Regions from separate parts of the Gossypium hirsutum genome. Here region 1 is linked to region 2. The links are chromatin contacts, called in public Hi-C maps. All regions are on one chromosome and are shown on one strand. Each heading gives the region's core, a stretch centred on a gene start, on an enhancer-like site or on the middle of the called end of the contact. The rest is flanking DNA. Distances are from core to core; before and after follow the strand shown.

Region 1 (6,518 bases), core at 1,119-3,618, 320 kb after region 2:
CTACTGTCAATGAAGCTTACTTAATTTTTTGATCAGGCCAGACCTGGTCTCCAGGCCCTACCCAAAAGTTTCTTGTATTTCTAAACCAGGGCTCATCGTAAGTCACAGAGAGAGCAAGAATTTCTGCTGAAAGATAATAAACGCATTTCCAAGCTGACTCCTTAAATTTTCTGATCTTCTTCCTTCTCTCATCCGTATCACTTTCCATCATTTGGTGTCCCTTTCCGAAAATCAACCGCCTTCCAACTTTCTGAAACCATGTAAGACATTTTCAAAATGGTGACACAAAAAAGGAGGGAGAGAGGAGTGGCCACACTTAGCTAAAACCAGATAGCAACTATATTACATGAAACCAACATGCCAAACATAGACTTGTTTTCCCCCATGATTCAAGACTTCAACTATGCTTATTCTTATCAACTAAGATATTTTATCTGCACATAAAGACCGCCTTACTTTAATTAATTTCAAGTCATTTAGCAAGTAAATTGTAACAAACCATCTCCCTATAAAGGTGAAGGTTTCAAAACTTAGCAAAAATACTGTATATCAACACCGATAACACTTGCATGCATAGAAAATAATCTTAAAGCAAATTCACTGCACAAGCCAACATGATGAAGTTGCCTATTAATTTTAAACATGTGTTCATGAGTAAAGAAATTAAGTTTTTCTTTTAGTAGAGGAGTTAACAAAATCCACAGTTGTTTGTAACCAATTCATAACTACTCAGCTGAAAATGGTAAAAAAATCCTCAGCTGAAGCTTCACCAATAAGAAGTGGTATGTCTAAACAATTGCATGACATTTATTACTTTAAGCCCTCCAGAAAGCCAGTCACAAGAAAACAAAGAAAGAACTAAATTTTAGTCAACATAGGGAATGGCAGTCAAACAGTTTCATCTCCAAGTGTCAAGAGCCTTATGACAAAAAATTCTCATTTCCACTTATTTATAGTTCTTCTGTCTTCTGGAATTAATAAACCCATCACACATCTTAGTAAACTAAGCAGAGCAAGAATCAAGCTAAGATATAGCTGATAAAGAAGCAAAACCATCTAGTTAGCCAAACTCATTTCTATATTAGTCAAGCTACACCAGAAAGACTAAATCCATTAGACTAACATGACCAGCAGTGTTATGTAGAAATAAAGGCCAGTAGTAGCTCCTATTGACAAGCCACCAAATAAGAATTCTCTAGTTAGCCCAGCTAAACATGTAGAAAAAGAAAGAAAACTTTGTGCCTTAGAAGATTCGAATCGTTAACAGAAAGAAAGTCTTAGGGAGTAAAACTACAATTTTGACAACAATAAAAAAGAACAGCATAACTACACTACAACCATCACTTAGTAAGTCCAAACTTCCATATCTCAAGCTAATGTCAGTGAAATAAATAAGTAGTTGTCAAGAACATAATTTTAGCTTGTAAGACAACGCAATGGTACTACTAATTAAGACCAACAGGTTCGACACAGGGCAAGAATCTGAAAGTCATGGATCCGAACACAAATGGGATCTGTCGTAGTCTTCAGTGGAGTTTTGGGAAAAGAGGGAAAGCTATCCCCCATTGTGTAGCCCAAAGAGAAACTTAAATAAAGACAGCATACAGCCATCCAATACCAATGTATTTAGTATTTACCTAGGCAATAACCCTCAAATTCCTTTTTTTAAGTACATTTCTACTCTGTACTTTATTCATTTTAAATACCAATAACCAAAAATAGATAAAGACGGTTAAACTAGGATCTAATTCCAAAAGTCAAACTGAATTATTTACACCAAGACTCTATCAATCTTCTTGTACAGCATAAAAGTACATGTTAATACCATTCACATGCTGCAAACAAAAAAAAAAGCATCAACAAGTGGCATGAATCTTATAGTGGTCATCCTAGAACAACAAAAGCAACCCATCAAAACAATTCAGCAAATATAGAAGAAAAAACATCAAACACACCAAAAAGAAACAAAATTTAAGAAACTTTTATCTTCTTTTTTTAAAGTAATAAAAAAACCAATCAAAACATCATAAAGATGGATAAAAGAGATGAAAACCAAGTACCTCAAAGACGAATCTATCGAGAAAGAAACGAACAGAAGGGAAAAACAGAGCAAAGATAGGAAGTACGACGAAATCTTCATAAGCAGGGTAAGCTTCTTGTTCCCAATCGATTGATTTGATGAACTGAATCAAACCCATTTTCCTTCGCGATCTTTGTTCCTAAATTTTCTCAGGAAACAATCAGAAAAAAGAACAAGACAAAGGGTTGTGAACTGTGAATCACATGCACACAGAGTCACAATGTACTCGGCTTCTCTGTTTCTATCTTTTTAATTTGCTTTTATTTGGTCAAAATATAATATCAGTCCCTATAAGTTAGTAAAATTATATTTAAAAAGTTAAAAATTATACGTCATATTTTTTTAATTTAAAAATAATATTGTACTCATTAACTAATAGTATTTTTTATCAAAATGTTTAATTTAACATTTTTTTTTGTCTACCGCATAACACACCATATGACAAAAGGTAACCTAATAAACATCTCATGTGCACAAATTTTGACTTATGATTTTAATGGTTATGCTAAGACTTTTTAAAATTAATTTTTTAATATAAAGATAAATTTAAAATATTATCAAATTACAGGGACTGGAAGAATATTTTAACCGTTATTATTATTTTTTTAATGAAACTAAAGAAAAGTATGCTTTCGTAAAAGCCAAAAGCTGAGGGGGAAAATTAATGAACCGAAAAGAATAAATTTATTACTTTACATATAAATGGCCCCTGCGTTTGTTAGATTCTCTAAATTGCCACTCATACTTTGGTTCACCATATTGCCCTTACGTTGAAATTGCCGATAAGCCTAGTAAACCCCGGTTTTTGGTTCCCTTGTTTTGCACTCAATCGTGATTTAAGTTCAATTAATGGGTAACTATGGAAATTAATTAACAACATTAGATGTTATACATATTTGTGTTTTGACACGATTTTAAACTATGTTACTCTATTCCCACTTTTTTATTAAAAATTAGGAGAAGGGAATGAAATTACATAAAATCAAATTTAAATTTTTATACCTACAATATAATATTGTAACACCCATAACCCGTATCCGTCATCGAAATAAGGTTACAGAGCATTACCGTAAAATCGTAACTTAAAAGCATACATTTAGTACCTCAACATAAGCATGGCATAATTCATTCAGCTACATGCATATTGTCCCTTAATCGAGCCTTCGAGGCCCTAAAAACAATTTAGAAATAATTCGAAACTAAATTGAAATCAATAGGAAAGTTCATGAAAAAGTTAGAAAATTTGAACTGCAGGGGTCACGCGGCCTTGTGACTCATACTGCTGAGACACACGCCCGCGTGTCATGCCGTGTAACAATCAAAATACGGATACACGGTTGTGTCCCAACCCGTGTAACTTTCAAAGATAGGTCACACAATCAAGCCACACGCCCGTGTGCCAGGTCATGTTCTAGGCCGTGTAATTGCCTGACTTGTATGCCTTAAAACCTATAGGAGACACACGGTCGTGTCGCATGATCATGTGTCACACACAGTTGAGTTACACGTCCGTGTCTTAGGCCGTGTGGACATGAAATTGGCCAAAATCAAGCCATTTTCATCACCAACCCAAACATGTACCTAAAGACATTTTGTGCACAACCTCAAAACCTTACCAAAACATGTATAAAATAACCAATTCAATAGACCATAAATTCATCCAACCGATATGCCTACAAGGCACCTCAAATGCATTTAAACAAACCTTACCTAAACATGGAAACATTACCCCATTTCATACATACACATCAAGTCCAATACCATTTCAAAACTTACCCTATCTTGACTATATTAAAATTATTCCATTACATACCATATTGGCCATTGAAACATGCATTAAAACTTAGTCATATAAACATATACCATCAAGGCATCAAAAGCACCAAAAGCACCAAAAGTACATCAACCAAAATGACATATACATGCCAAACTATCAACTAACATTCAACTAACATCAAGCATAAATCCACCTATACATGCCATTATAAACTTGGTCAAAACATCAAAAACTACCGATATAATCATTGGATAGTGTGATTGATCTCCGACGAGCTTCCAAACCGATCAAGCTTCCGATTATCTATAAAACATAGGAAAGAAAACTACATAAGCATATAATGCTTAGTAAGTTCGTAAAACATGAACATATCTTACCATTTCAATGCATAACCTTAAAATTAAACATGATACAGTTCAACCATAAGCTTGGCGCAAGCCTAAGCATCATCAACAACACATATTAAAGCAACAACTCATAATTCACCTGAATTAACATAAGGTAAGTCATTATACATGAACAACATCACTTGAAATCATCAATTTCATGAACATAGGTATACTTTCATTGAACATTTCCTTTTCAATCATTTTCATAGATTCATGACATAAGTCATTTGAACACTTACCGTTCCTTTTCTTTTCATTCTCGTTGAACCATTTAGAATAACATCGGATACGCGGGAAGCTCACACAAAGTGTGCTAAACATATAACCTTTCCAATACATCATTGCTCACACGAGCTATGAAATGGGTCTACTCACACAAGCTGTAGGTTGGAATGTAAGCTACACGATGCAGGACCTCAGCCATTGGTAGGACATTCAAGACCAACACCCAAAACATGGTAACCCTAATGACATGTCATTTGTATCCTACGTATTCCTAATGTTCAAACGGGGCTCGATAATTGTCATAACATCGTTGGATTTCCATCATTTAATTACATGATAAATAACACATGAATATATAGATCAATATAACATTAAAACATCATTTAATCATACAAACTTACCTCGATGATAAAGACGTAGAAACGAGATCAACTAATCCAAGGCTTTACCTTTTCCTCGATCTAGATCCATACAAGTTTTATCTTGATCTAAATAAAAAAATTCAGTCCATTTAATACTTATACTATTCAATTCAATCCAAAATTCATACTTTTACAAAATTACACTTTTGCCCCTAATATTTTAACTTCTTTACAATTTAATCCTTAAACTCGTAAATTAAAATTTAAGCAATTTCATCCACATTTCATGCTAGCCGAATGCACTAAGGACCTATATCAACCCATACAAATTAGCATTTCAAAATTTTATCATGAAATTTTACTACTTTTATAAATAAGTCCCTAAATGACAATTTCATAAAAAAATCATTTACAAAACTTGTTTATTTAACAATAAGTACCCATAATTCTTTCATTAAACTTCAAGAATCATAAACATGTTCATGGAAAAGCCCTAAATATTTAATAGTTTTGCAAACTAGTCCCTAGGCTAGCTAGATTAAGCTACAACGACCCCGAAAATATAAAAATCATTAAAACGGGACAAAATAACACTTACATGCAATGAGGGAGCTATCCAAATGTTCAAGGTGCAACAATGGAGGTTTTTCTCTCTAATTTTGGTGGAAGCATTCAACTAAGAAGATGATACTTTCATTTTATGTTATTTTACTATACTTATTTATTAAATTACTTAATTAACCTTTAATTTAAACTAATTAAAACATTAATTTAATGCCCATATTTGCACATTAATAATAATGGTCTAATTACCATATAAATCTCCTTACTTTAAAATTTCATAGCTAATTGATACCTTTAACTTATAGAACTCAACTTTTGCACATTTTTCGATTTAGTTCTTTTCACTTAATTAATCAAGCAAACATCAAAATTTCTTAACAAAATTTCTATACGACCTTTCTAACATTCCACAGATATTAAAATAATAATAAAATAAATATTTTCTCATCGAATTTGTAGTCCCGAAACTACTATTTTGATTTCATTGAAAACGGGTTGTTACAAATACAATTACTGTCGTGTTAAAAGCTGAGTCTAAGAGATTAAAAAAAGTTTTTATAAAATTACTACAATCATACAAGACTCGTTTGGAGAAAGTATTCTAGTTTGAATATTAAAATTATGATTTATGGTGCACAGGTAACTTATATCTAATTTGCAGCGATTTTTTTCTGAGATTTAATTGGTACTTAAACTTGAAAATGATTATGAGTTTTTTTAGGTAGCTGATTTATGTGATTAAATTTTGTACTGACATCCAATAAAGAATATAAAATAGTAACATGTTCCTTCAATAGAAATTTAAAAATATTTTTTAAGGTAAATTACACCAACAATCACTTAACTTTGATGCAACTGACAAAACAGTCACTTTGGTTTCAATTCAGTCACTTAACTTTCAAAAAATGAAAAATCGGTCACTAACGTTATCGAAAAGTGACAAATCAGTCACCCACTAACATTTTCTATTGCAGACCTAAAGAGACAGGTGACGTGGCCAGTTAACTAGCCACATTGGATATGTCCACGGTGGAAACTCATCCAATTTAAGAAGAAATTGAAAAAAAAAACCTAATAACAAAAGAAAAAGAAGAAGAAGAAAAAGAAGAGAAGAGACTGTA
Region 2 (5,834 bases), core at 2,870-5,369:
AAAATGGTATATATATTTGCATCAGAATCATATAGTTTATAGAAAAAGGGCTAATTTGTGTTCATAAAACATACTCTTTTAAACATTTCAGAACAACATAGAGAAGAAATCTGCCTTGGAAACTTGAAGAGGTTCCATTTCAAGGAACTTCAGGTAGCTACTAACAACTTCAGCAGCAAGAATGTAGTTGGCAAAGGAGGTTTCGGGAACGTATATAAGGGGTATCTCCAAGATGGGACAGTAGTAGCTGTGAAAAGGCTTAAAGATGGAAATGCTATTGGAGGTGAAATCCAGTTTCAAACTGAAGTTGAGATGATTAGTCTAGCAGTTCACCGCAACCTACTTCGGCTCTACGGATTTTGCATGACAGCGACTGAAAGGCTTTTGGTTTACCCCTACATGTCCAATGGTAGTGTTGCTAATCGACTTAAAGGTAGCGCGAGAGAAATCATCTCTGCTATTAAATTCCATTTATGAAATACCAACAATCATATACAATGAAACGCATATCGTATGCATTGTCCAATACCAATTCTAAATGTTCAAATAAGGTAAAATTTACCTTAGAATAATGTTGGTGATTTCTGATGTTTGCAGCCAAACCAGCCTTGGATTGGGGAACGAGGAAAACGATAGCTTTAGGAACAGCTAGGGGATTATTGTATTTGCACGAGCAATGTGACCCGAAGATAATTCATAGGGATGTTAAAGCTGCAAATATACTGCTTGATGATTACTGTGAGGCCATAGTTGGAGATTTCGGATTGGCAAAGTTGTTGGATCACCGGGATTCACATGTGACAACAGCTGTGAGGGGCACAGTGGGACATATAGCCCCGGAATATCTATCAACTGGTCAGTCCTCAGAGAAAACAGACGTTTTTGGGTTTGGTATCCTTTTACTTGAGCTGATATCAGGATTGAGGGCTCTTGAATTTGGGAAGACAGCTAACCAGAAAGGAGCCATACTCGACTGGGTATGATAATCGAAGAAAATTTACTTACCTGACTATTCTTACAATAAATCAAATTACATAAATCTGATGTACCAAGTTATTGTTGTTATTATGCAGGTAAGAAAAGTTCACCAAGAGAAGAAACTTGATATGCTAGTTGACAAGGACCTGAAGAACAACTATGATAGGATTGAGCTTGAAGAAATGGTTCAAGTGGCTCTTTTATGCACTCAATACCTTCCAAGTCAAAGACCAAAGATGTCTGAAGTGGTTCGGATGCTAGAAGGTGATGGACTTGCTGAGAAATGGGAAGCTTCTCAGAAAGCTGAAGCAACCAGGTCAAGAGCCAATGAATTCTCCTCTTCAGAGAGATACTCTGATCTGACTGATGACTCTTCCTTGCTGGTTCAAGCAATGGAGCTCTCTGGACCAAGATGACAAATGGGGTATAAGAATCATATATTATTTATTAAGACGATACCTAAACAAATATCATGAGACATAACATAAATGTGTTGAAATGTACTGTGTTGTATAGTGTTAGAATACTAGAAACTCTAAATATGTTTCACTTCCAGTTGTACAAATTTGGATTCAACAGAAAAAATCTGACATTTAGGCTGAGTTTTACACTGCCTGCTGCTGGTTTGAGTGAAGAATTTTTTCTGGAGATGTTTTTTCTGTGAGTTGTAATAAAACAGTTATTCAAATGGATTCTGGTTTGCTCCCTAAAATTTACTACCAGAGCAAGTTTAGTGGTTTTATCATGAAATGGTTTGTGCATGTATCCATCCATCCATCCATGCATGCATGCGTGCAGAGTCATGATTTTCACATATTCTCCACAAATCTGGTAGACATAACATACAACTTCCCTCTCTTTAGGTTATTTTCAAGCTTTTCAACAGAAGTATCAATGAAATCCTGATAAAAACTAATCTTCAACTTCATAAATCATATCTCAATTTGCTCAGAATTGTTATTATTCCCATTTCAAAAGAATATGTTACAGATGAAATATGCAATTGGTGCCCAACTGTTCTTTGATATTTCAAAAGAAAGGCAACAAATTAGCAAATGAGAGGGCAAAGAACTTAATTGTGCTCTATTAACAGACAAATAATGACTAATCTTGAATGAATAAAATTTCTGCTTGAGCAGAGGCACGTCTAAACCTCAACAGCTCGATTAACATATTCAGTCTTCCGTCCATGACATATACACAAGGTGAGATACTCATTGTCTCGAGTGCAGGCGAATTTGCAAGAAGAAATTTGATGAACTCCATCTCATGAGGCACACCGGACATATCTGTCATCCTCACAACTCTGAGCTGTTTGAATGTGCAATTGGACGGGCATTCATCCTCCCAGAAATCCAAATCAGGTGCATCTATGGCAGCTAATGTGTTTGAGGAACCCTAAACGAAACAAGGTAGAGAGTACATATTCATTTTATATATTGAACAACTCACCCCGTAGGACAGTACACCGAATGAAAACATACAACAATGTCAACCCCAACGGAAATATAAGACTATAACACTCACCGAAATTTGAAGTTCCCTTAAATTAGGAGAGTTAGTAATCAAGCGAAGAACAACGAGTATCTCCTTCATATCTTCAAAACTTACTTGATTCAATTCAACTACCTTTAGATGGGCGTATGTAATAGGAAGTCTTCCAAGGTCATCACCTATGCTCAAAAACTTAAAAGACAGAGAATTTAACTGACAGTACCTTGGAACAAATATAAACTTAATCACCCAAAATAGAAATGTTACATAATTTTACCTTCGTGAAGTATATATGCCCAATAAGCCTCTCGAGACGAGGCACACCACCAAGAAACCTGTTAAAGTTGCAGGTTGAGCTTTGCTCAAAGTGTTCAGCTATGTCATCAGTCATGTACATAGCAACCGACATTGCAACTAAAAGCGGAGTATTTTCCAGACAAATGTCTTTGAATTCACCTTCCAGACACAAAAACTTGAGATTTGGAGCGCGGATAGTAAGCGCTAGACTATCGAAGTAGGACAATGCTAAGCTCTCAAGAAGAGGGCAACCAGATATAAGACTTTCAATTGCCTCAGGAGAAACCAAAACCTGGTGGAGATTAAGACTCTTCAAGCACAAGAATCCTTTAAAAGTAGGGGGCGGATCGAATTCACAGCGGAAAAGATCCAAACGGGTCAACTTTTTGCAGTTGAAAAGACAAGAAGGAACCCTAAACCACTCTCCTTCACCCAATTCAAGGACCAACTCTTTGATGTCATTCCTTGAAAGGAAAAGTAACCATTGATCAATGTCGGGGCAGCACTGCAAGTGCGTAGTCGTTAGCTGGAACTTATGAATCGGGCCTTGGTGAAGAAAAAGAGTCCGAGTGATGAAATTTACAAGACCATCCTCAACTTTACATCGATCATTCGATAAAATCACACACTTTTCATCAAATACAAGTTGAGTAAGTGTTGCCCATTTATACCTCCATTTACTTGATAAAATGCTAGTCCTCACAGCATCCCGTATTGGTAAACGTGTGAGGATACTTTCTATAATGCTTTGAGGCAAGTCACTTATTAAATCCCGACTCATAACATCATCCATCTGCATAATTTAAGTATATGTATCAATCAATTGCTGGAAATGTAGCTAACTGATAATTTTAGAAAAATCTTCACTGTCTTTGTTCATTTTAACCCACAGAAAAAAAAAGAACACGAAAACATCGATAGCAGCATAATCTGTAAGTTTTCATGAAAGATTTTAGGGTAATTTGGGATTAGAAAAAATGGGGTTTTCTCATTAATTTCATCAGTGAAGAAGAAACAGATCATAAGAGATGGGATCAAACCAAATTGAAACAATTGGGTGGCAAAATGGAGAAAACATAAGAATAAAGAAAAAGAAGTTAGAAGAAGACTAACCTAGGATGAAATCGAAAACCCAGAGACAACTTCTTATGGCTTCTTCTTTTTCTTCTTTATCTGTGTCATCAGATCACACTGCAGCCAAAAAAAAGAAGGGGGAAGTGTAGATTGATGAAGGTTGAAACTTTATTCATTTGCGAGTTGGGTTATTGGGTTGGGAGTCTGGTGGCCCATCAAGACTTTTGTTTGATGTCTAGCTCTGGAACGTCACATCTGGCTAAACCTAAAACTAGAGATGGCAAGTGGGTGCATTCGGCAGATTTCGGTTTAGAATTGGATTATTTGAGTTTGGATTTTAATTTCTTTGGGTTTTTTATTTGATTTAAATGTTTTCAAGTCTATATTTTTTATTTGATTTAAATGTTTTGAGTTTGGATTTTGAATTTAGTATCGAGTTTATATGAATTGATTTTTGTTATTTAAATTTTTGAAATAAAGTTGGATTAGATTTAAATAAATTTTATTAATGATGTCCTTATATTTACTCTTTTATTTTTATAACTTTTTAGGGGTTTATAATTATTTTTATACTTTTAATTTTAAAATAATTTACACATCTTTTAATTTTATAAATCTTGTTTAATACACTTTCATTAAAATTTCTTAATTTTACCATATTTATATATTTGATTTAGCTTTGTAAAACAATATAAAACATTATGTAAAGTTTTGGTGCAAGTAAAAGTTGTAGAGGGGGCTAAAGTATTAAATTATATCTTGTAACTTAAATATTTATTTCTCAATATAAATTATTAGTTTGAATGGTAGTGCTAGGGTTGATAAGGGTTAGAAATTGGTAAATGCTCAAGTTTTTTTAAAATGGAAAATCATGTTAACCTCTTAAAAATTATAACATATAAAATTATAAATTCTAAGTTAAATGGTAAAATTATACTTTAGTTTTCTAAAAATAATAGAATATTAATTTATCTCCTTAAAAAAATTATAAAGATATAAGTTAACAAATGGTGAAATTACATTTTAACTATTATAAAAATATATAACTCAATTCCACCCTTTTAGAAAAAATTTCTAACTTCATCCATGATTAATTTATTATTTTTGTGGAAAAATGTGCATTTCCATTAACCCATGCAAGAATTATAAGTTTACCATTACAATTAAAACATGAACGAGATCAAACCGAGATTAAAACAACCTCAATTATAATGTAAGGTAAAATGCATTAAAACATTGTTGCAACTACAAAGAATATTAAGAAGCTGAGGGAGCCAAATGAATAAATAAATTCCCTCTAAAAATCATTCTAGATTTTTCTCCCCAAAACCAAAGTGAGAAAAGAAAGATTGTTAGAACATCCTCTTAAGCCTTGATGTCTTGTTCTAGTTAAAGATAGGCAAAATTTGGAACATCTTCAACCCAATAAGTATCATTAGAGCATCACTATCCAAACTAAGCAATGGTGTGTGCCACCATATTTCCTAATTGAGGTATATGGACAAACTCATAACGACAAAAGCTAGATGCCAAAGCTTGACCTTTAGAAACATAGTGATTGATGCAAGACTTGTCCAAGCAAGAGCTAGAAAATTTCTTTATGATGGATAGGGCATCTCCTTCTACCACGATATTGTGAAGGTCAAGATCTCATACAAAGTGGAGTGTCGAGACACAAGCTGTAACAGCCCGATTTTGACCCAAATCGAAACAGTGGTTTCGGGACCACACATCCGGGTCTGAAAAAATATTTTAATATTTTTTTTCTGTGTTTATTATGTGTGAAAGTTTCGTGAATTAATTTTATTGTTTGAGTGCTTAATTTAAGAATAGGGCTTAATCGTGTAAAATAAAAAAATTAGTGGTTAATTATGAAAGAGCCTAATTGTTGTTGTCTTTGTATGTTGGAGGTTCTATGATACAAGTAGTCCACTATATAAGTTAGTGGTGGTAATGGTCAAGAATGACCTTATATTATATGTTATATATAT

What was found. A called contact is a pair of places that touch in the nucleus more often than the background predicts.
Region 1: a contact with region 2 is called in a Hi-C map of leaf, with 2.8 times the contacts expected there. The contact joins the promoter of LOC107918305 here to the promoter of LOC107920203 in region 2. A contact is called at or near these places in 3 of 34 Hi-C or Micro-C datasets (leaf and seedling).

Annotation. Positions count from the first base shown.
Region 1 is chrD13:21,011,858-21,018,375 of Gossypium_hirsutum_v2.1, forward strand. It overlaps LOC107918305 (LAG1 longevity assurance homolog 3), which reads right to left and starts at 2,369. Exons shown (of 7, transcript XM_016847832.2): 1 at 2,061-2,369; 2 at 21-250. The coding sequence starts at 2,198.
Region 2 is chrD13:20,693,437-20,699,270 of Gossypium_hirsutum_v2.1, forward strand. LOC107920203 (F-box/FBD/LRR-repeat protein At1g13570) reads right to left here and starts at 4,120. Exons shown (of 4, transcript XM_016849772.2): 1 at 3,883-4,120; 2 at 2,750-3,562; 3 at 2,506-2,664; 4 at 1,914-2,376. The coding sequence starts at 3,562. The coding sequence ends at 2,083. It overlaps LOC107920202 (protein NSP-INTERACTING KINASE 2), which reads left to right. Exons shown (of 11, transcript XM_016849771.2): 9 at 92-433; 10 at 598-977; 11 at 1,074-1,670. The coding sequence ends at 1,394.